Linked DNA regions of Mus musculus: all the other regions are linked to region 1. A link is a contact called in public promoter capture Hi-C data. All regions are on one chromosome and are shown on one strand. Each heading gives the region's core, a stretch centred on a gene start, on an enhancer-like site or on the middle of the called end of the contact. The rest is flanking DNA. Distances are from core to core; before and after follow the strand shown. Region 1 holds the start of Clic4 (chloride intracellular channel 4 (mitochondrial)). Region 2 holds the start of Zfp46 (zinc finger protein 46). Region 3 holds the start of Nudc (nudC nuclear distribution protein). Region 4 holds the start of Gpatch3 (G patch domain containing 3).

The links. Promoter capture Hi-C pulls out the DNA fragments that hold promoters and counts their contacts.
Region 2: a promoter capture Hi-C map of pre-B cells shows a contact between it and region 1, with 3 times the contacts expected there. The contact joins the promoter of Zfp46 here to the promoter of Clic4 in region 1. A contact is called at or near these places in 1 of 39 promoter capture datasets (pre-B cells) and 1 of 9 other capture datasets (adipose tissue).
Region 3: a promoter capture Hi-C map of pre-B cells shows a contact between it and region 1, with 4 times the contacts expected there. The contact joins the promoter of Nudc here to the promoter of Clic4 in region 1.
Region 4: a promoter capture Hi-C map of pre-B cells shows a contact between it and region 1, with 3 times the contacts expected there. The contact joins the promoter of Gpatch3 here to the promoter of Clic4 in region 1. A contact is called at or near these places in 1 of 39 promoter capture datasets (pre-B cells) and 1 of 115 datasets of contacts at active chromatin or transcription factors (pancreatic cancer cells).

Annotation. Positions count from the first base shown.
Region 1 is chr4:135,270,512-135,275,482 of GRCm38.p6, reverse strand. It overlaps Clic4 (chloride intracellular channel 4 (mitochondrial)), which reads left to right and starts at 2,723. Exons shown (of 6, transcript NM_013885.2): 1 at 2,723-2,965. The coding sequence starts at 2,894.
Region 2 is chr4:136,284,035-136,289,463 of GRCm38.p6, reverse strand. It overlaps Zfp46 (zinc finger protein 46), which reads right to left and starts at 3,397. Exons shown (of 3, transcript NM_009557.4): 1 at 2,983-3,397; 2 at 2,149-2,392. The coding sequence starts at 2,254.
Region 3 is chr4:133,542,759-133,547,760 of GRCm38.p6, reverse strand. It overlaps Nudc (nudC nuclear distribution protein), which reads left to right and starts at 1,734. Exons shown (of 8, transcript NM_010948.3): 1 at 1,734-1,956. The coding sequence starts at 1,876.
Region 4 is chr4:133,571,104-133,576,366 of GRCm38.p6, reverse strand. Gpatch3 (G patch domain containing 3) reads right to left here and starts at 1,622. Exons shown (of 7, transcript NM_172876.2): 1 at 1,157-1,622. The coding sequence starts at 1,607.

The sequences.
Region 1 (4,971 bases), core at 1,474-3,973:
TGCTCATGAGCATCAGAGTAGAAACTGAGACCCCTAGGCATGACTGTGACCAGGTTCCTGAGCACAGGTTCCAGGTCTGAGCCAGTGCCTGAGGGTGTCCGGATGAGCAAGGGCAGGACTTGGACCACCTCAGGACTTGGAAAATGTCACAGGCTTCCTCCCATTTAAGCAAAGAGACAGAAAGACCCTTTCATTGCTATTGTTTCCCTGTGTGGGCCATCTCTGTGCTGGTGGCTGGGAGCCAGCATGGGCCCAGCACAGATACATGTGAGGGAGTAATTTGGGGACCCAAAATGACTTGGATAAATCCTAACTGGGACCCAGTAGTCTTGGGGCCAATGTGGAGTCTTTTGAGGCTCTGCTGGGCCATTTTAAGTGTGTGTCTGTTTGAATTTACCATTTGGGATCACGGTGGAAAGGCTATACTGTGAGGGGACTTTAATCTGTTCACAGTTCTGTGAAAAATTAACAGGGGACCCAGTTCAGAGTCCAGCTGTCCCTTCTATTTGTTTCTGGTTTAAGCTTTGCTCCACAGGACAGCCTGCTGGCTTTTCTTACTTTACCACAAACTAGCTAGCCACTGAGTGGAACATGGCGCTGGCTTTGCCTGTAGGGGTGGACAGGACGCCAGAGGCTCCACGAGGTCCCAGCCCTCCCTAATTACACAAGGCGGTAACCAACACCACCCTCTCTAGTCTAGATACGGAACGGAAGTCTTAGGTTTCTGGTTACTTTGAGGCAGGGTTTAATGTAGCCCAGGCTAGCTTCAAACTCATTTTATAGCCAAGGATGACCCTAAACTCCTAATCTTCCTGCCTGCCCTTTTGGAGTGCAGGGATGACAGGCATGGGGCACCACACTCAGTTAGGCAGTGCTGAGAACTGAGTCCAGGGCTTTGAGCCTGCTAGGCATACAGTCTTCCAGCTGACCTACTAAAACTTTACTGTGCTGGGCAGTTGTAGCACAATGCTTTTAAATCCCAGCATTTGTGAGGCAGAGGCAGGTGGATTTCTGAGTTCCAGTCCAGCCTGGTCTACCGATTGAGTTCCAGGATAGCCAGGGGTATATAGAGAAACCCTGGCTCAAAAAAAAAAAAAAAAAAAAAATACGGTGATTGTTGGTTGCAGTGGTGGACACCTTTGACCCTAGTACTTGGGAGGTGGAGAAAAAAAACAGGCAGACCAAAACCCAAACCCTGGTGTGTGTGTGTGTGTGTGTGTGTGTGTGTGTGATGGCATTCTGTAGAAGTCAGAGGTAAGCTTTCTGGAGTTGGTTTTCTCCTTCTACCTTTAGATGGCCCCAACATCACATCCAGGTTGGAAGTCTTGCAAGGCAAACGCTTTTACCTGCTGAATCATCTTGACTGCCATTATTATTATTATTATTATTATTATTATTATTATTATTTTGAGGTAGTCTTGCAATATACCCAGACTGTCCTCAAACTCTCAGCCCTCCTGCCTGAGCCATCACCTGAGAGCCACGTATATGTCACCAAATCAGGCCGAGGTTTAGGGTGTTTAAGGCCACTGCCAAACTGTGAACTTAAAACAGCCTTACTCCGGAGCATTGATGGATCTAATTGCTGGGGCACAGCATCCTTCTCACAGAATCTAGCAACTTGGAGATGGGGTTGAGTGAGGATAAAGTAGTTGCAGGTTGCACTGCATTTTTACACATCATTCCAATTTGTTGAAGCACTCTGATCCACACTAGGCACAGAGGATGTGAGATAACCATGACACCCCGCTTCCATCCCCCAATTTAGCCTTTCTAATCAACTCACTCATCACCCTAGCCTGGGAGGTACCACAGAATGAGCAGATTAAGGAAAACCAGAAGGCAAATTTCCCAAAGGTGACATTCACTGACGGCAATTCCGCAGTAGACCGCGTGTCTCAGGCCCCTGTCCTCAGGGTGTAAAGTACTCGCCCCTGCGCGCTGAGTGGCACTCAGGTGACTCATTAAACTTCTCCAGGTGAACGGAAGACAGGAATCGGTCCAGGTGGGGCAAAACAGCACGGATAACGTTTTCAGAGTCAGGCGCTGCCTCAAGCACTGGGGTTGTGCTGGAGCGGGACGCTGTCCCACCGTTTTGGCCTAATTCAGAGCCCGGGACACAGGACGACTTTACAAGAACTTTTGAGTATCTTGATTTCAAATAGAGAAGGATCACGAAAGGAGATCCGCGGTCAGAAGGATTAAAAAGTTCTTAAGGACATGAAAACTTTCGCAAAAGTTTTCCAGGAAAAGGCGGCCGCGCCTAACAGAAGTAGCCGAGGAGGCCGCCGCCCCGGGAACCGGAGGGGACGATGAGTCCCTGCGGCTGCAGCGGGGGAGAGGGCGCGAGGCGGGCCGCCGCATGAGGTCACTTGGCACCCAACCAGCAGCAGCTGCGCCGCGGAGAGAGGCGGTGTCAGGCTCCGGCTCCAGGGACCTTCCCCGCCCACCCCCTGAGGGGCGTGGCTTCGGGGGGACCTCCCGGCCAATCCGCGCTGCCCAGCCTAGGCCGCGCCCCCAGCGCCCTCCAGGCTCCCTAGTGGTCGGTCCGTGGAAGCTAGAGCGCTCCGCTGTCTTCCTCGCCTGAGGCCACGCCCCCAGCTGTGGCCCGCCCATTTCCCCCCCACCCCTGCAGGATCCTGGCCACTGCTCCGCCCACGCCCCGCCCATAGGGCTCCGCCCAGCGGTTTGAAGCGGCCGGGACCGCAACCCCCTCAGAGTCGCGCGCGAGGCGTGAGGCGGTGCTGAGGATCTGAGGCCACGGGCAGCCAGACGCCGGGACTGTCCAGCGAACGAGCAAGCCAGCGAGTGAGCGAGCGGCGGGAACCCGCAGCCACAGCAGCCCCGGAGCCACAGCCGCAGCCGCCGTCCGCGGAGCCCAGCCCAACCGGCCATGGCGCTGTCGATGCCCCTGAACGGGCTGAAGGAGGAGGACAAAGAGCCCCTCATCGAGCTCTTCGTCAAGGTGAGCGCTCACCGTCCCGAGCGACGCGGGCTGACGTCCCCGCACCCCGAAGCGCCCCCACGCGGCATCCCCGCAGCCCGAGGCGGCGCCGTACCTCCCGCGCTCATTCCCATTGTCTGGGCTCCGCGCCTTCCCGCCTCGCAGCGGGACCTTGGCGGACCCTGCGGGCGCGGCGACAGGGAGGCGACTCCGCAGGGCGGGACGCGCCTCAGCTGCGCCGCGTGGGTACTGTCACCCTCCTCGCCGTGTCCGACCCCACCCCGCCGCGAGCCCCAGCCTCGGGCCGCGGGGCTGATAGCTCACCCAACTTACTGGAACGCTAGCGCCTGGCCCGGGTGAAACTGAAACTTTAACTTTGATACAATGTTAAATAAAGTAAAGGGGAGGAGGGACCCGGGAGCCGTAAACCCAGCAGTTGGGAAAAGTGGTCTAGGGAAGATCCCGAGTTCAGAGCCAGCCTTGGCTGCTTAGTAAACCCAGGGCAAGCCTGGGATAGGAGGGACCCTCATCCCAGCCCTCCTCCCGCATGGGGGAGGGGAGAATTTTTTTAATGCGGGCGTGGTGACTCGGCTATGACCCAGCAGTAGAGGCTTGAGGAGTCCCTCGAGTTCGAGGCCAGCCTGGGTTACAAATGTGAGCCTCCGGACACACACCCAAAACCCAGGCAACTAACTGCAAAGAAGAAGAAAAAAAAAAAAAAAGGAAAAGAAAAGAAAAAGCGAAAAGAAGGGTGGATGCCCCAAGGCTTCCGGAAAATACAGAGATTCCCGACTTGGGTTTTCCTGTCCGGTGTTTTACCACCATCTGGTTTTCTTGTTTCTCTAGCGCGCCTGTTTTCACATGATGCAACCTTTTGGCCGCTTTCGTTTGCTGTTGCCACCTCGGCAGGCAAGCCCGTTTGGTTTGAAAGAAAACCTGAATTCTCCGCTCTCTCGGGCTTAAAAAGGTTCATTCCTCTCGCCCTCCTCAGTTTGTAAACCCTGGAGCTGCCTTCTTCGCCTAGAAACGCTTCTCTGACTGCTCTCCGCGCCTCTCCCTTTTGGGGCGTAGCGAAGGAGGGAAAAGTTAACGCAACAAACATCTGGGTCCCCTGCTTTACTGAGCCTCCTTGGAAACCCTGACGTTCGTTCTGTTAGCCACTAAATATCCAGGCTTAGGTCGAAACTGGCAACACTAGAAGTCCAACAGGCATCCAGTACTAAAGTCTGCCCTTTCTTAGTTTTAATTTGAAAGAGCGGAAATTATCGAAGGATGTGTTCCAGAGATGGAAGGCAGAAATCTGCAGGGTGGTAACAATGTTTGCCTTAGTGTTTTCTGTTAGTTGCTGGTTTTAGAACTTTTTTTTTTTTTTGGTCTAGAGCATCGGCTCTCAACTGGGGGTCAAGACCCCTTTGAAAGATCAAACGGCCTTTTTACAGGGGTCACCTAAGACTATTGGAAAATGCAGACAATTTCATTACAATTCATAGCAGTAGCAAAGTTACAGTTATGAAGTAGCACCAAAAATAATTTTACTGTTGGGGGTCAGCACAACATGAAGAACTGCATTAAACTGTCGCAGCATTAGGAAAGAAAAGGCTTAGGGCTCTCAAAATATCACAATGTCTGCGACTGGAGGTGGCAGACAATACTTTTGAGGAACCTGAAGAAATGGGGAGAGGGTCGTGGAAAACAGCACAAAGAAGGGAAGACGCTAGGCTAGAGATAGCGACGGGACATAATGGTTTCCCTCTTCTTGTGAGAACAGGGTCTTACTCTGTATCCTGTGCTGTCTTGGAACTCATAATGCAGTCCAGGCGGCCTCAGGCTGGGATTATAGGTGTGAAACATCACGTCCGGCAGGAAGGAGCTTTGATAAACTAAACAAAGCCAAAGAAAGCCCCCAAACCGACTCTGAAAGTGTAGATGCTAGTCTGAAGAACAGTGCTTAATGGTAAAACCTTAGAGGTGCTAAACAACTTGGAATTCTAAACTGAGTCTTTTGGAAGGCAGAGGCAGGCAGACCT
Region 2 (5,429 bases), core at 2,148-4,647, 1.0 Mb before region 1:
GTATTTGTTGTACAAACATTAGAATCTGGTGTGGGATATCAGGCACACACATAAAAACTGCACATACCATTAATCCCAGAGCTTAAGGTGATGGTCAAGTGGATCCTGGGGCTTGCCCGCCAGTCTCACTGAAAGAGCTAGCTCCAGGTCCAATGAGAGACTGTGTCTCAAAAGTAAGGTGGAAACGGACAGAGGAAGGAGCTGAGAGTGAAGCCCTGGCTTACACCCAGGCAAATGTTATCTGCACATCCATGTGCACACACACGCATCTACCCCATCACACGTGCACAAACAAACACACACACACACACACACACACACAGAAATCCAAATGTTTAATAATACATTAAAGGACCCAAGGAGCCCTGAGATAACAACCTTGAGGAGCCTGAGAGATGGCTCAACGGTCTCTTGCAGAGGACCTGAGCTCAGTTCCCAGCACCCACAACTGTTTGCAACTCCAGTTCCAGGGGATCTGACACCCTCTTGTGGCCTCCATGGGCACCAGGCATGCACGTGGTACACAACACACACTCAGACAGAACATACACACACATTACAAGGAGCAACTAAACAATGAAAACAGTTACTAATCCTCCCCCTACATTTATCTGGGTAAGAAAAAAATCTTTTGGTAATTCTATCTAAGAAATGTTCCTGAGACAGACTGTAGGGATTCAAGAGTGTATCTTTTAAAAGACGCTCCTTTCTTTCTTTTCTCATTCTCTTTTTTTGTTGGGTGGGATGATATAGTTAGGTTCTACTTAAAATAGGTCTGAGTAAATAACATAGTGATGGCTGTTGAATCTTTACTTCACGTTTAATTATGTGTATGCATCTAGGTTGGAGTATGTGTACATGTGATTGCATATGCCTTCAGGAGCCAGAAGAGGGCATCTAATCCCCTGGAGCTAGAAATACCAGTGGTTGTAAGGTGCCTGCTATGGGTACTGGGAACTGAACTCAGCACCTCAGCAAAAGCAATGTCCACTCTTAACATTTGAGGCATCTCTTCCACCTGTTCCTGGATTTGTTCACTTTGTGTTTGGTATTGGAGTTGTTGCTGCCTTTAAAGAACAATTCAAGGGACAAGAGCTCAAGGAAGTAGGGGAGGGGAGCAAATCAGATCAAGTGTTTGGACACGTGTATATGAAAATGTCAAAATGAAACTCATTATTAGTATCACCTAAAAATGAATAAAAAATAAAAAGAAGACTCCAAGGAAACTGGGACATCAGAGAGAGAGAGAGTCCAAGCAAAGAAAACCTGTCAGGTCGCCTTCTGTTCTGAGAATAAAAACATTTTAAAATATCTCAGTCCTATGTCTGGCTGTATGCCGGACTGAGGATGAAACCCAGGGCTTCAAGTCTGCTAAGCAAGCGCTCTACCAACCGAGCTGCATCTGCAGCCTCACGACTTCTCCTCTGAATAGGATCTGTGAGCTGACTATTCAGTGGTTCTTCTGAAACAAGACTGGGGCTGGAGAGATGGCTCAGCAGTTAAAAGCACTGGCTGCTCTTCTGAAGGTCCTGAGTTTAAATCCCAGCAGCCATATGGTGGCTCACAACCATCCGTAATGAAATCTGATGCCCTCTTCTGGTGCATCTGAAGACAGCTACAGTGTACTTACACATAATAAAAGGAAAAAGAAAGAAGACACACTTGAAGGATGATCGCCTCTGAAAGATCTCTAGACAAGAACCGACCTAAAGTACCTGAAGCAACGCTGCAGCTATGGAGCCAAAACAAACATAGAAGGGAGGTTTCTGTCCTCCTGTGAACCCACCTCAGAGCCCTCATCTTCCAGCGCCCCAGAGAAAAAGCACCATTTATAGGGCATTTATGTCCTGGCGAGCACCAGAGTGTAAGACCTGTTTGGTCAGTAATCTGTACAAACAGGCCACAGAGCCGCTAATGACTCAGGGCACGAGAATCCTCAGAGTCTCGGAAACGGCAGAAACTTTACTTTTCATTTAAGACTGGGAAACACGGATCTTCCCACACTTAAAGATTTGAATGAGCACCAAAGCAGGTAACTAACCGTGTGGTTTTCCTTAACAACAAACAAGGCTGTATCGAAAAGACCTAAGCCGTTCTGACAGTTTCAAAACCCCTAAGAGGTAAGACAAGATAAAAGTCCTCACTCACCCAGTGAGACAACATTTCCGTAATTCTCCTGCATCACATCCCTGTAAAGATCTCTCTGTGTAGGATCCAGAGGTCTCCATTCTTCCCGAGTGAGGTACATGGCCATATCTTCAAATGTCACAGGGGCCTGAAATCACACAACGCTTCCTCACTACTTGGTATCTAGGAGTTTAGAACCAGCTTTTCTTCTTGAAATTAGAGACATGGTTAGAAATGTCGAGAAGGCAGTGGCATTAAGTCTCATCTGTAGAGTCCGAAGGAAAAAAAAAATAATAAAGAAAGAAGAAAAAAAGACATGTGGTCAAAAGACAGGGGCAATCTACTAGCTTCCCGCTCAGGCCGTCCCTGCCCACTTTGGACCCTTACATACAAGGCTCTCCTTTTCTTAGACCAGTGAAATTCTCGTCTTTATGGCCCAGTTCTAGAGCCAACTGCTGTTCTGTTTCTCCCCACCCTTTATCACTCTTCGCTCCATCCTTGGACACCACATCTAGAATTAACCACTCCTCGACTTACTATTTCCCACACCACAATACGTCCTTGCTCAGGCCAACAGAATACTTACCATATCGCATCCAGGTTAACCGGACACACCGTTCTCCCTACAGATTGTTGGCAAGAAGGGTACCACCCATCTTGTTTGGTTTTATTCTCCTCAGTATTTAGTCTTACAGTGGGTGTTCTATATATGCTTGTATATGGTTATATTAGCCAACTCGAAGCCCGTATACTAAGCAGAATAGCAAAATGAGCTTATCCCAGGGAATTTCCTATAGGGGTTTGCAGACGGGGAAACACCGGGCAAGATGGGTAAGCAGAGCCCTCGGGGCTTACCTGAGTCCCAGACATGAGCAGGGTGGCTGCCATCTCGGGCTCAAGCGTTCGTCTCCTGGGAGAGAGAGAGCAGGAAAACCAGCTAGCAGACAACGTTGAAGGAGGCGAAAAGCAGGACGTGAGGCGCGGCAAGAGGCCCTGCCCACTACTCCCTAGGGCTGGAGTTCTGGTCGCAGGGTATGAGGGGAAGGCCCAGGACTGGTCACTCTCCTCTCTGACTCCCGAAGAGTCACCCACTCTCCGTGTCTCGGTTAATATCGAGTACGTGCAACGTTAGGGTAGGAGAGGGCAGGCACTGGCTGGGTGCCCCCTAGGCTGGGGGGTCAGGCCGATGCAATTCAAGGGAGGAGGCTTTCAACCCAGCCCATAGAACGCCTCTGCTCTGCCATCTCCGGGCTGGGACCTTTCCGGCAGCAATCCCAGCCAATCAGCGAAAAGAAATCGTAAAATATCTGACCAATCAGAAGCCAAACCATCAGCCCTCCTCCTGCGGCGTGGCCGGGTAGCTCCATCACGCGTGCGCGCACCTCGCGGCCTGACGGGACTTGGAGTTTCACTCTGGCGTACAAAGGCCACTTAGCAGCCAAGAGCAGGGGAGGGAAAAGAACAAAAGGGAAGAGACAGGACCGCGACCTTCAAGACCAGTGAGAATACCCCCACACATACTTTTTTCTCGGAAACCACAGCACGACTCAGCAAAGGAAGCGTCTGTGTTTTTTTTTTTTTCTCATGGCCCTACGACCATCTTTGAGTCATATATTATCCGCGAGGTTAGATTGAGTGTGGAAGCTCGGGCTGACCTCAGCTGAGATCACCCCTCATTTGACAGCCCAGGCCAGAGCGGGAAAAGGCTTCTTTTCCCTCCCTTGGGAGACTCCCTGGCCGGGATGGAACTTTGGGCCCCGCCCACGGACTCCCAACACCGCCTGAAGCTCTCGCTTTCTGGATACTGAGAACTACAACTCCCAGTAGGCCTTCCGGCAGTCACAACCCACCCCAGACTACATATCCCACGAGGCCTCGCGTCCCCTGTCCGGTGCTGGAGTGCTGTCCGCGGCCCGGCCCAGGGTGTTCCAACGTTAACCCTGTAGGGAGCGTCTCGAGCTCTTTTATAGAGACGGAGCTCAAGTGCACCCATCTAAGTCGCCAAAACATTGAAATCAGAAGCGGGGGGGTGGGGTAGGGTGTGTAGGGAAATAGCTGGCCCTGGAGTGGGAGACTCAGGGACTTGGTACTCTTGAGGGTGTCTCTGCTGAAAGGAATCTTGGAGACCTCCCAACATCATGAAAACCTTAGGCCTGCGACAACCTGGAGTCCTAAGGATGCTAGTAGTCTCTGTTTCAAAGAAATCACAAAACCAGATTAGGACAGAACGGACAGGCTTACCTCCTGGTCTGTGGTCGCTGGCTCCTCAGAGATCTAAAGAGGCCTGACGTTCAGAAAGGTTCTAGATATCACCAGCAGATTCCAGAGATCTCAGGGCCATGAATAGAAATCCGAATCCATGGATTAACAGGCAAAGGGCAGGGTTTGGTTGTAGGATGAGCACAAAGCTTCAAGACTGCAGAGACTGTTCTATAGCTCCGGGAAACAACAATCTCATAAACAGATCTCCGAGGCCACAACAGCTGGCCAAGAAACATCAGCGTTGGCTATGCTGCATTCACTCAGAATCCTCCAAATGGAAGGACTTGTAGCCTTTCCTTTCCCTAGCGGGGATGAAGGAATTAGACAATGGAAGGCGAGGGCTAAGCAAAACAGGGATTCTGTGTGGGGAAGAGCTCCCAGCTTGCTGTAGCCTTGGAGAGGGAAGTGATGGAAAAAGAATATAGCAGCTTATTAGGGACTCCCACCCTCTTCAAGTTATAAATATCCCCAAACCTTGGCTTGATGCCCAGACGCCTGTTGTCTCTGACTGAACGGGAGACTTCTCTGCCTAGGCTGGGAAAAGGGACTTTTCTTTTGTTTTACAGATACATCCACACACACTGAAGGACTTGGGGAATTTTTTTTTTCCAAATAAGATTCCCGGCCATGCTTTTATTAGAGTGTTCTGTTCCCAATGCCCAGTTATTTATGGCTACATGACTCAGGGGTCTAAAAAAAAAACAAACTAGCAGGACCCCTACCAGCCACAATGAATCTCTTCTACCTGTGCTTCTCTTGTGCTCCCAAGGGTAGGACTAAAAAATGTTTCGATGCCACAAAATTGCACTATTCTACCTACTGTAAAATGTATCCAGCCACCATGTGAGTTAGAATCCTGAAGGATTTACAACAGCCAGAATATGGGCATAAAGATTGGACAGACCTAGGCTGGGTATCTTTCAGAAAAATCTCTCCAGGCCCATTTCCTTTTTTAAATTTTATTTTATCTTTAATTATTTATAAAGGGGAGGGATATGAGCATGTGAGTACAGGTGCCTGGAGAAGCCAGAAGAGAGTGT
Region 3 (5,002 bases), core at 485-2,984, 1.7 Mb after region 1:
CTGACATCATGGTTGTTGCTGTCAATCCTATTCAGGAAGAGAAAACTGAGGGAAAAGATACCTGAAGAGTGAGAGAAGGCTAGGACTAGGATTACTATAGCCCAGAGTCTGAAAGCAAGCCATTTGCTCAGAGAAGTCCAGGCCTTCTGTATTAGGGTTTCTCTTCTCTTCTCTTCTCTTCTCTTCTCTTCTCTTCTCTTCTCTTCTCTTCTCTTCTCTTCTCTTCTCTTCTCTTCTCTTCTCTTCTCTTCTCTTCTCTTCTCTTCTCTTCTCTTCTCTTCTCTTCTCTTCTCTTCTCTTCTCTTCTCTTCTCTTCTCTTCTCTCTCTTCTCTTCTCTTCTCTTCTTTTTTCTTTTCTTTTCTTTTTCTTCTCCTCCTCCTTCTTTTCTTTTTTCTTTTCTTTTTTTTTGAGACAGGGTTTCTCTGTATAGCCCTGGCTGTCCTGGAACTCACTCTGTAGACCAGGCTGGCCTCGAACTCAGAAATCCACCTGTCTCTGCCTCCCAAGTGCTGGGATTAAAGGCACCTGCCACCACTGCCTGGCTTGTACTAGGGTTTCTTTTGCTGTGATGAAATACTATGACCAAAAACAGATTGGGGAGAAAAAGGTTTATTTGGCTTACATTTCCACATATTAGTCCATCTTTGAAGAAAGTAAGAATAGAAACTCAAACAGGGTAGGAACCTGGAGGCAGGAGCTGATGCAGAGATCATAGAAGGTGTTGCTTCCTTATAGAACTCAAGACCACTAGCCCACAGATAGCCCCACCCACTGTGGGCTGACCTTCTCCATCAATCACTAATTAAGAAAACACCCTACAGGTTTGCCTACAGAAGGATCTTAAGGATGCATTTTCTCAATTGTGGCACCCTCCTCTCTGCTGACTCTAATGTCAAGTTGATATAAAATTAATCAGCACAGCTTCTAACATGGAGATGACCCAGACCAGCTCTCAGAGACCTCAATCTGATAGAAGGAACCTGCTCTTTGGGAGTGACGTTCAACCCTTAAGAGTTCCTATTCCAAGGTGTGAGATAGCCAGGCTCTCTGGAAAAGTTAATGTAATAATCTTGTAACAGTATAGCACTCTCAGGTTTACAAAGTAATAAATAAATGTACGCGCCGGCGGTGGGGAATCTTCAGGCTATACAAGCCTGCATGCAATCTCAGTGCTTGGAAGTGAAGGCAGGCAGGCCAGGAACACAAGTTTGTCTTTGCCTTGGATACACGGGGCATGTCTCAACAAAACAAAACAAGCCATCACCTCTGCCGTCAACAGCAACGACAAAACAAACAAACAAAAAAACAGAAAAACTAAGGATTTTCAGACAGTAATGAAAGAGCATTAATCCTAGTGCAAACAGTTTGTAAAACTGTTCTACTCAAACTACAGTTTTGTGCTCTTTTCTTAAACGTCTAGTAGGTTGACCCTTTGGTGAGTGCTTTCTTCCTGAGTCTTAACTGCGGCTTGTAGGAGGAGAAGGCTAACAGTATCACTTGATCAAAACTTCCAGCCCTATTAAGATGTGAGCTCAGAGCTTTCTAGAAAGCTCCCAGGTATCTGGTGACCATAGCAACTCAAGCCAAACTCTGCGGCAGCGAGCCCCGCCCACTGCCTTGGGACCGCGACTGTTGATTTGCTCCTCGGCTTAGCCAATGGCCAGAGAAGCGGGTTGTGTTCCGGGAGCTCAATGGGCACCGATGGGCGGGGAGGCGGGAAGAAAGCCGGGAAGGGCGAACCCGCACGGCCGGGCGGCTCCTGCGTGTTTCCGGCTCCGCTGCGGAAGGCTAGCGAGGGGAGCCGTTGGGCCCGCGCGAACCGTGGGGAGCGCGGGCATCGCAGAACGCGAGTGCGGAGCTCGGGGCGCAGCACGATGGGAGGGGAGCAGGAGGAGGAGCGCTTCGACGGCATGCTGCTGGCCATGGCGCAGCAGCACGAGGGCGGCGTGCAGGAGGTAAACGACGTGGCCCGCGCCGCAGCCCTTCTCCGCGGTCGGCCGAGACCTCCCCCACCCCGGCCGCGCGGGTCCCCGGGTCCCCGCGTCCCAGCTTCCGGTCTGCCCAGCCCGCGAGTGAAGTCTCGCTCCAACGCCGTCAGCGCCCTGCACTTAGCCCCCAAGAGCAGTTTTCGTTGTCCCAGAGTGACCCCAGAGCTTCCGCACCCACTCTGCGCTCCACGGGTGTTTCTGCTTTCATTTTAATGGTTACTGTGTAGAGCATCCCTAATGGTGGTTACTCTTTAGAGCATCTCTGGGCCGACTCTTCTCGATATGATCTGCATCTTACCCAAAGTGGAGCCTGCCTATCAATACTGTGTAGGGTAGTGAGAGCCCGGGGGGGCGGTTAGCACGTGGTCTCTTTATACTTGAAAGTATACTGACTGAGGAAGTGAGCCGGAGACCTGTAGGTTAAGCTCCCTCCTGGTTTATCCTCAGTTACCTCGTCTGTGAGGTGAAGCTTAGGAATATCAGTTCCTGTTGTTTTTTTTTCTTGAGTCAGGGTCTTGCTCTATATCCCTGGCTTACGCAGAACTTGCTATATAGACCAAGTGACTTCCAAATCAGGGTTATTCTTCCTCTGTCTTCAGAGTGCGGGAACTTGGATATGGGCCACCCTGCCTAGCACCTAAGTACTTGTCATTGTCGTGTACCAGACACATAATAAGACTGGGTCCTGGGGATGCAGACACGGAAGAGACTAGGCTTTGCATTTGGGGAATTTGTTGAGGGTTTCTTGCTTTAAAAAATTATTTGGAGCCGGGTGTTGCTTTAATCCCAGCACTCAGGAGCCAGAGGCAGGTGGATCTTTGAATTTGAGGCCAGCCTAGTCTACAGAATGGGTTCTAGTACAGCTTGGGCTACACGGAGAAGCCTTGTCTCAGAAAAAAAACAAAACCAAAGAAATTTATTATTATTATTATTATTATTATTATTATTAGTAGTAGTAGTAGTGTTTGTGACAGGACAGTTTTAAGGGGCCAGTTTATTCCTGCCACCAGTATCTGGGTTTTTAGGGTTGAGTTGCTAGGATTTTGAGGCAGTCAATTTTACCCAGTGATTCATCTTGCTGGTCAGGATAAGATGGTGCGTGACTGGAGTCCTAGCACTGGGGAGGAAGAGGCAGGAAAATTGCTACAAGTTAGAGGTTAGCCTGGTCTGTATAGCAACTTCTAAGCCAATCAGGGATATATAGTAAGACCCACAAATATAATAACCCCCAAATAACCCATAGGTGATGTTAAATGGCCAGACCTAGTTCACACAGTGGGTGTGTAGCAGATGAGCTGGTAGAGGTAGAAAACCCAGATATTACATTCTGTAAGCACCTGAGGGTCAGAGAGTGACAAGTTTACCCAAAGCCAGGCCCCCAAGTCCCCGAGGAGACGGGCTCCTGCCACCCGTCACTGGGGATGGCTTTCCATTCTGTCTTGGTCAGAGTGACCACTGCTGTGATGAAGCAGGAAGAGCAGCTTGATGAGAGGAAAGGCTTTATCTTACTCACAGGTTCACAGAACAGCTCATCATCAAAAGTAGTGGGGGGCCAGAGCTGGAGGCAGGAGCGGATGCAAAGGCCATAGAGGGGCATTGCTTACTGGCTTGCTCCGCCTTTCTAGAACCCAGGACCATCAGCCCAGGGATGGTACCGCCCCCAATAGGCTGGGTTCCATCCATCTCTCCTTAAGAAGCTGCTCTAGAGGCTTGCCCGCAGCCTGATCCAATGGAGGCAGTTTCTTAATTGGAGTTCCCTCCTCTCTGATGACTTTAACTTGTGTCAAGGCACATAAAACTGGTTGCCACACCTTCGAAGTCTTTTTCTCTAGGTGCCTGTGTTAACTGAGGGCTTCTAAACCCTTGAAGCGGGGGAGTCTTGTCTAATCTGCAAATGTGAACCTTGTCTGCGTGTTCCTAAACTGACACAATGTGAAAGTGTTTGGGAGTGAATCCACTTTGTTTCTGTGAACTCAAAGTGTCTAGAGGTAGGGATGGCTGTCTCAGATTCAGAACCTCTCGCTGGGGCTGGGGCAAGTGAGAGTCGTCGTGCTAACTGGGGGCCTGCGCCAGCTTGGGCTTCTCCCCAGGAGTCGACTGAGCATGGGCCTGTCATAAAACACTTGAGCCAAGACACTCTTTCAGTGCTCCCTGCTTGCTGTGGATGTGACGTGACCATCTCCCTAAGCTTTGCTTTTTTTTTTTTTGTTGTTTTTCGAGACTTGGTTTTTTTGTATAGCCCTGGCTGTCCTGGAACTCACTCTGTAGACCAGGCTGGCCTCGAACTCAGAAATCCGCCTCCTCTGCCTCCTGAGTGCTGGGATTAAAGGCGTGTGCCACCACCGCCCGGCTCCCTACGCTTTTGCTCCTTGTCTTTCCCACTGTGATGGGCCAAGCCTGAAACTATAGGTCAAAATAAACCCTTTCCCCTCTTAAGTTGCTTTTCACAGGTCTTGTGGTTTTGGTTGTTGGTTGTATTTTTTGCTTGCTTGTTTTTTTTTTTAATCCCAGCACTCAGGAGGCAGAGGCAGGTGGATTTCTGAGTTCGAGGCCAGCCTGGTCTGCAAAGTGAGTTCCAGGACAGCCCAGAATATACAGAGAAACCCTGTCTCGAAAAACCAAAAAAACAAAAACAAAAAACAAAAAACTAAACCAGCATTTCTGTGGGAAACAAGACAAGTCCCACTGCATAGCTGAGGCTGACTGTAAACCTGTGATCCTCCTGCCTCAGCCTCCTCAGCACTGTGCCGCCACACTCAGTTATCATTCTCATTGGAAAAATTCTAGGCGTGCAGTACTGCTCACTTTGAATTCCAGCACTTGGAAGGCAAAGGCAGGTGCGCCTCTGGGAGTTTGAGGCTGGTTGGACCTTATGGTAAGATCCCGTCTGGAAAGCAACAGTGCTCTGAGAGATGGCTAACTTCAGAGCACATCCTCTTCCCTAAGACCCTGACTTTGATTCCCAGCACCATGTAATTCCAGCTTCAGGGACTCCTACTCTGGCCTTTGTAGG
Region 4 (5,263 bases), core at 373-2,872, 1.7 Mb after region 1:
CAGGCAGGAGCCCAAGGTTACTTCTTTTGTTTATTTATTTTTGAGGCAGACCCTGTCTGGTCTGAAACTAGACATGTAAACCAGGCTGGCCTTGAATATAGAAATTTGATTGCTTTTCCTGGGATTAAAGGGGTTCACTACCACACCTGGCTCAAGGTCATTGGAACTTTCATAGAGTTTGAGGCCAGCATAGATTACATGAGAGAGACACACACATAGAGAGGCAGCTCATGCTGTATGTCTTGATAAGACATTGCTCCTAAAGATTCTGCTTAAACCATAGCCGGCATATGCACTCGAGTGTGTGTGCACACGCGCACACGCACACACGCACACACACACACCTCTTTCTATGAAACTGTTTAACTTTGAGCTGATACCAGTTTTTCATTTTTGTTTTGTATGTTATTTTTTTAACTTTTGAGACAGGGTCAGAGCTAGATAGTCTTGGCTGTCCTGGAACTCACTTTGTAGACCAAGCCAGGCTAGAACTACAGAGATCCATCTGCCTCTACTTCCCAGGCACTAGAACTAAAGGCATATATACCACCACTATTGCTAATGACTCTTTAGGATGAACTGTTTCAAAATAATTTATTTAAACCTCTCCATCTGGCATTTTAAAACACCTGGCTTCCTTTTCCCCAATGGACACACTTGTGCCCAGCCCCTCTCTGCTGCCCCCAGCTCTTTCCTCTGCAGAGCCTGTCTTCCAGTCGCTAGGTTAGATTAGAAGAAACCAAGTTTCCTTTGTGCATTTCAAGATATGGTTCCTCTGTGTAGCACTGGCTGTCCTGGAATTCGCTCGCTCAGAGATCCTCCTGCCTCTGCCGCCTGAGAGCTGGGATCAAAGGCGTGCCTTAGCGCACCGGGCTCCAAATATCCTTTTTAAGAAATCATGTCAGTACAAAAATCACCACCCTTAGGGAAATGGTCCTTAAGAGGGGATACATTTGAAACTTATCTATACAGATCTCAGTTGTTTTGTCTGTTTTGCCTTGTAAGTCCTTGAGTAAAAACATGCAGATTGGGCTGAAAACTTGTAGCTTTGTCCAGAACTAACTTAAGCTCTAAACAGTGATAACCTATCTTAACCACCCAGGCAATGCGCCTCTTTTCCAAGGGCCGTGCGTCCGGTCCATTCTCTCCCCCTTACCTGAAACCTCGGTGGGAAGCCTAAGCCTGCGGATGAGACAGCGACCGGGAAGCCAGGTCCCCTGAGAGTCCAGCCACCGGCGACCGGAGTACATGCGAAGCAGCCGCTGGGCTTGCGCCGCTCCCCTCACCGAGACGACGCAGCAGCAGGTGCGGGTCTGGGCTGCCGCAGAGCCCCGGGCGCGGACAGCGCGGGCATCGGAGGCCGGAGCCTGGGCGAGAACCGGATCCTCAGCGGCGGGGTCCGGGCCAGCCCGGGCCGCCTCGGGACTCGCCTGCGGAGGGCCCCTCTCGGGCCGGTGCCGGTAGTGGAAGCACAGGAAGCCTCCGCCGCGCTGTTCCCGGAACTGGCTAAAGTAGCTCCGTAACTGAGCCGAGCGTAACACGGCAGGGATCCCGCTCACCACCAGGTAAACCGGCGACTCTTCGTCCAGCTCCCTGGGCGACGCCATCTTGGCCTGTCACATGATTGCTTGGCGTCCACTCTCGCGAGAGCACCACGTCTCGGATGCTGGAGTTTGGTCAATGTGGCATCGGTGACCGTTTGGTACTTGAAGTTTCGTTTTAATTGCTCTTGGGCCGAATCTGTGTTTCCAGCTCCACAGAAGATGGAAAACTCGTGCGATGGGCTGGGCTGTAGCTCAGTGATAGCTGGTCCAGCGTGTGAGAGGCTCTAAGGAGGAACCAGTGTAGAGCACCGGGATGCTGAGCGGGAGGTGGCGGAGGTCTGATGCAAAACTGGACTCTACAGTACCAACCCAGCCGGGCGTGGTGCCTCACGCCTTTAAACCCGGCACTTGAGAGTTAGAGGCAAGCAGGTGTGCGTGAGTTCAAGACCAGCCTGGTCAACATAGTGACTGAGACGGGGCTATGTCGAGAGAGCCTTTCTCAGGGCGCGGGACGGGGGAGATGAAGAGATGCCCCGGCAATTAAGAGCTTTCGCTGCTCTTACAGAATACTTGGATTGGATTCCCAGCACCCACGTACGAGGGAACTCTCCCATACGTAACTCGTTTCATGAGATTGGACACCCTCTTCTGACCTCTAGAGGCACATACGTGTTGCACATACATACATGCAGGCAAAATTCTCATGCACATAAAATTATCTGTAACAAACCGGGCGGTGGTGGCTCACGCCTTTAATCCCAGCACTCAGGAGACAGAGGCAGGCGGATTTCTGAGTTCGAGGCCAGCCTGGTCTACAGAGTGAGTTCCAGGACAGCCAGGGCTACACAGAGAAGTCTCGAGGGAAAAAAAAATTTTTTTTGGTTTGGTTTGGTTTTTTTGTTTGTTTGTTTTAGATTTATTTATTTATTATATGTAAGTACACTGTAGCTGTCTTCAGACACACCAGAAGAGGGCATCAGATCTCATTACGGATGGTTGCAAAGCAGTTGTTGGGATTTGAACTCCCGACCTTCAGAAGAGCAGTTGGTACTCTTAACCGCTGAGCCATCTCTCCAGCCCTCAAAAAGATTTTTTTTTAAATGTACAAATACATGCATAGACATCGAAAACTATTCCCAGAGATCATAGGCGAAAACCATATTGCCAGCTTCGGACGACCTCCGTACAAGGCGTTGAGTCCCTCACAAACAAACAGTATAGCTCTTGTGATTGTGTGCAGTGTTCAGGAAGGCCAGAGGAGGGCGTTGGAGCCTCTGGATCCATTTTTTTTTTATAAAGATTTATTTATTTACTATATGTAAGTACACTGTAGCTGTCTTCAGACACTCCAGAAGAGGGCATCAGATCTCATTACGGGTGGTTGTGAGCCACCATGTGGTTGCTGGGATTTGAACTTTGGACCTTCGGAAGAGCAGTCGGGTGCTCTTACCCACTGAGCCATCTCACCAGCCCTGGATCCATTTTTAAATTCATAGCGAGTGCAACTCTGCCCAAAAGTAGGCCCTTCAATTTCCTGTCATGGAGGAGGGGGAAGGCTCATGAGATCGCACCCCTCTCTAAGAATTTTTATACAGTTGATGGTTGATGGTGGGTGTAGGTGTTTCTGCTCAGATGAAAGGGTAATCCTAGAACTCAAGGGGAATGGTACCCAGTGGAAGGGCATCCTGGGGCATGGGAGCCCAGGGACCTTACGGCTCTGAGAGGAAGTCTCTTCCTCAGCAGAAGCATTGCAGCTCCGAGGGAAGGGGATCCCCAACTGAACTCAGGCGCTCAGGAGCCTCAGCCCCAGTCCACATCTTTACTTTTTGTCTTCATGGCTTCTTGCGACGAGAGAGTCACACCAGGCACCAAATCTCATGAAAGAGATGTATTGGAGGGTCCAGCATGTGGAGGGCTGAATCCAGAAATGGCTGCCCTCTGCTCCTGGGCGAGGACTGGACAAAGGGCAGAGCTTATATGGGCTTGCTTAGTGGAGGTGCTTTAGCAGGGCAGAGATTTCCAGATGTAGGATTGGTGGAATTTTAAGTCCTGAGCTTGGGGCGCTCAGAGATTGGTGGCTTTTCTCACCCCTTTTCCCTGCATCGGGTCCATGGATTAAGGTGGGAAGTCCTTCCCAGCCACAGCTGGCTTTGGCTGAGGCGCCATCTCTGAGGAGGCTGGAGTGGAGTTGTGGCCACCGTGGACAGCTCCTGCTGAGGTGGGAAAGAAAATGCTCCTGTGATAGTTGCAGGGTGAGATGTCGTGTTTGTTTGGGTTTTGGTTTTGGTTTTTCGAGACAGGGTTTCTTTGAATAGCGCTGGCTGTCCTGGAACTCACTTTGTAGACCAGGCTGGCCTCGAACTCAGAAATCTGCTGCTTCTGCCTCCCGAGTGCTGGGATTAAAGGCGTGCGCCACCACGCCTGGCAGGAGCCGCCATTTTTGACAGCTGCTGTCGGGGCATAGGGAGAGAAGGAGAGGCTGGTGGCGGGCACTTTGAAACATTCTATCCTGGGTGGATAATCCTTATGACTCTCCAAGTAAACAATGGAGGCTGGAGAAATAACTCAGCAGTTAAGAGCCAGAGGACACAGATTCAATTCCTAGCACCCACAGGGCAGTTCACAACTACCTGTGACTCCAGTTTCAAGGGATCTTCTGTCCTCTTGAGGGCGCCAGGTATGCACATGATCTACTGATAAACTTGCAAGCAAGGGCTGGCAAGATGGCTCAGTGGGTAAGAGCACTAACTGCTCTTCCCAAGGTCCTGAGTTCACATCCCAGCAACCACATGGTGGCTCACAACCATCTGTAATGAGATCTGATGCCCTCTTCTGGTGTGCCTGAAGTCAGCTACAATGGGTTTTTTTAATTTTATATATATATATATATATATATATATATATATATATATATATATATATAATTTTATTCGAGACAGGGTTTCTGTGTATAGCCCTGGCTGTCCTGGAACTCACTCTGTCTGTAGACCAGGCTGGCCTCGAACTCAGAAATCCACCTGCCTCTGCCTCCCAAGTGCTGGGATTAAAGGCGTGGGCCACCACTGCCTAGCTGCTACAATGTTAATATATAAATCTTAAAAAAAAAAAAAACAACTTGCAAGCAAAACAAAACATACAAAATAAAAATTAGGGTAGAATTTAGAAAAGTAAACAACTCACAAGTCTCAGTTCCTAAAACATACAAGATTCACAAAGTCCCCTCCTCAAGTATATATGAGCAATAAGGACTGCTGGAGAGAAGAGACTTTCTAACCTGTCCAGCTGCCTTCAAGTTCAGCAATGAACTCCAGGGATGCAGCTTTTGTAAGTCATGCTGGGGTGACTTTTCTTTTCTTTTCTTTTCTTTTCTTTTCTTTTCTTTTCTTTTCTTTTCTTTTCTTTTCTTTTCTTTTCTTCCTTCCTTCCTTCCTTTCTTTCTTTCTTTCTTTCTTTCTTTCTTTCTTTCTTTCTTTCTTTCTTTTTTTGTGTGTGTGACTTTTCAATAATGAAGCTGACTGATTTGGAGTCATCCATGCTCCTATCTGTAACCCCAACACACTCATTGGCTCATCACTTTGGGTGAATTGGTGCTGGTTAGTTTTATGAATACTTTGGTCTGTCATTGGTTCCCTGGCTAGGATAAGTAGACAATTGTTTTCGTTTCCCTTAGAAAAATCACACTAAAGGAGAAAAAGACATTTTCTACAGTAGTGTAGCCA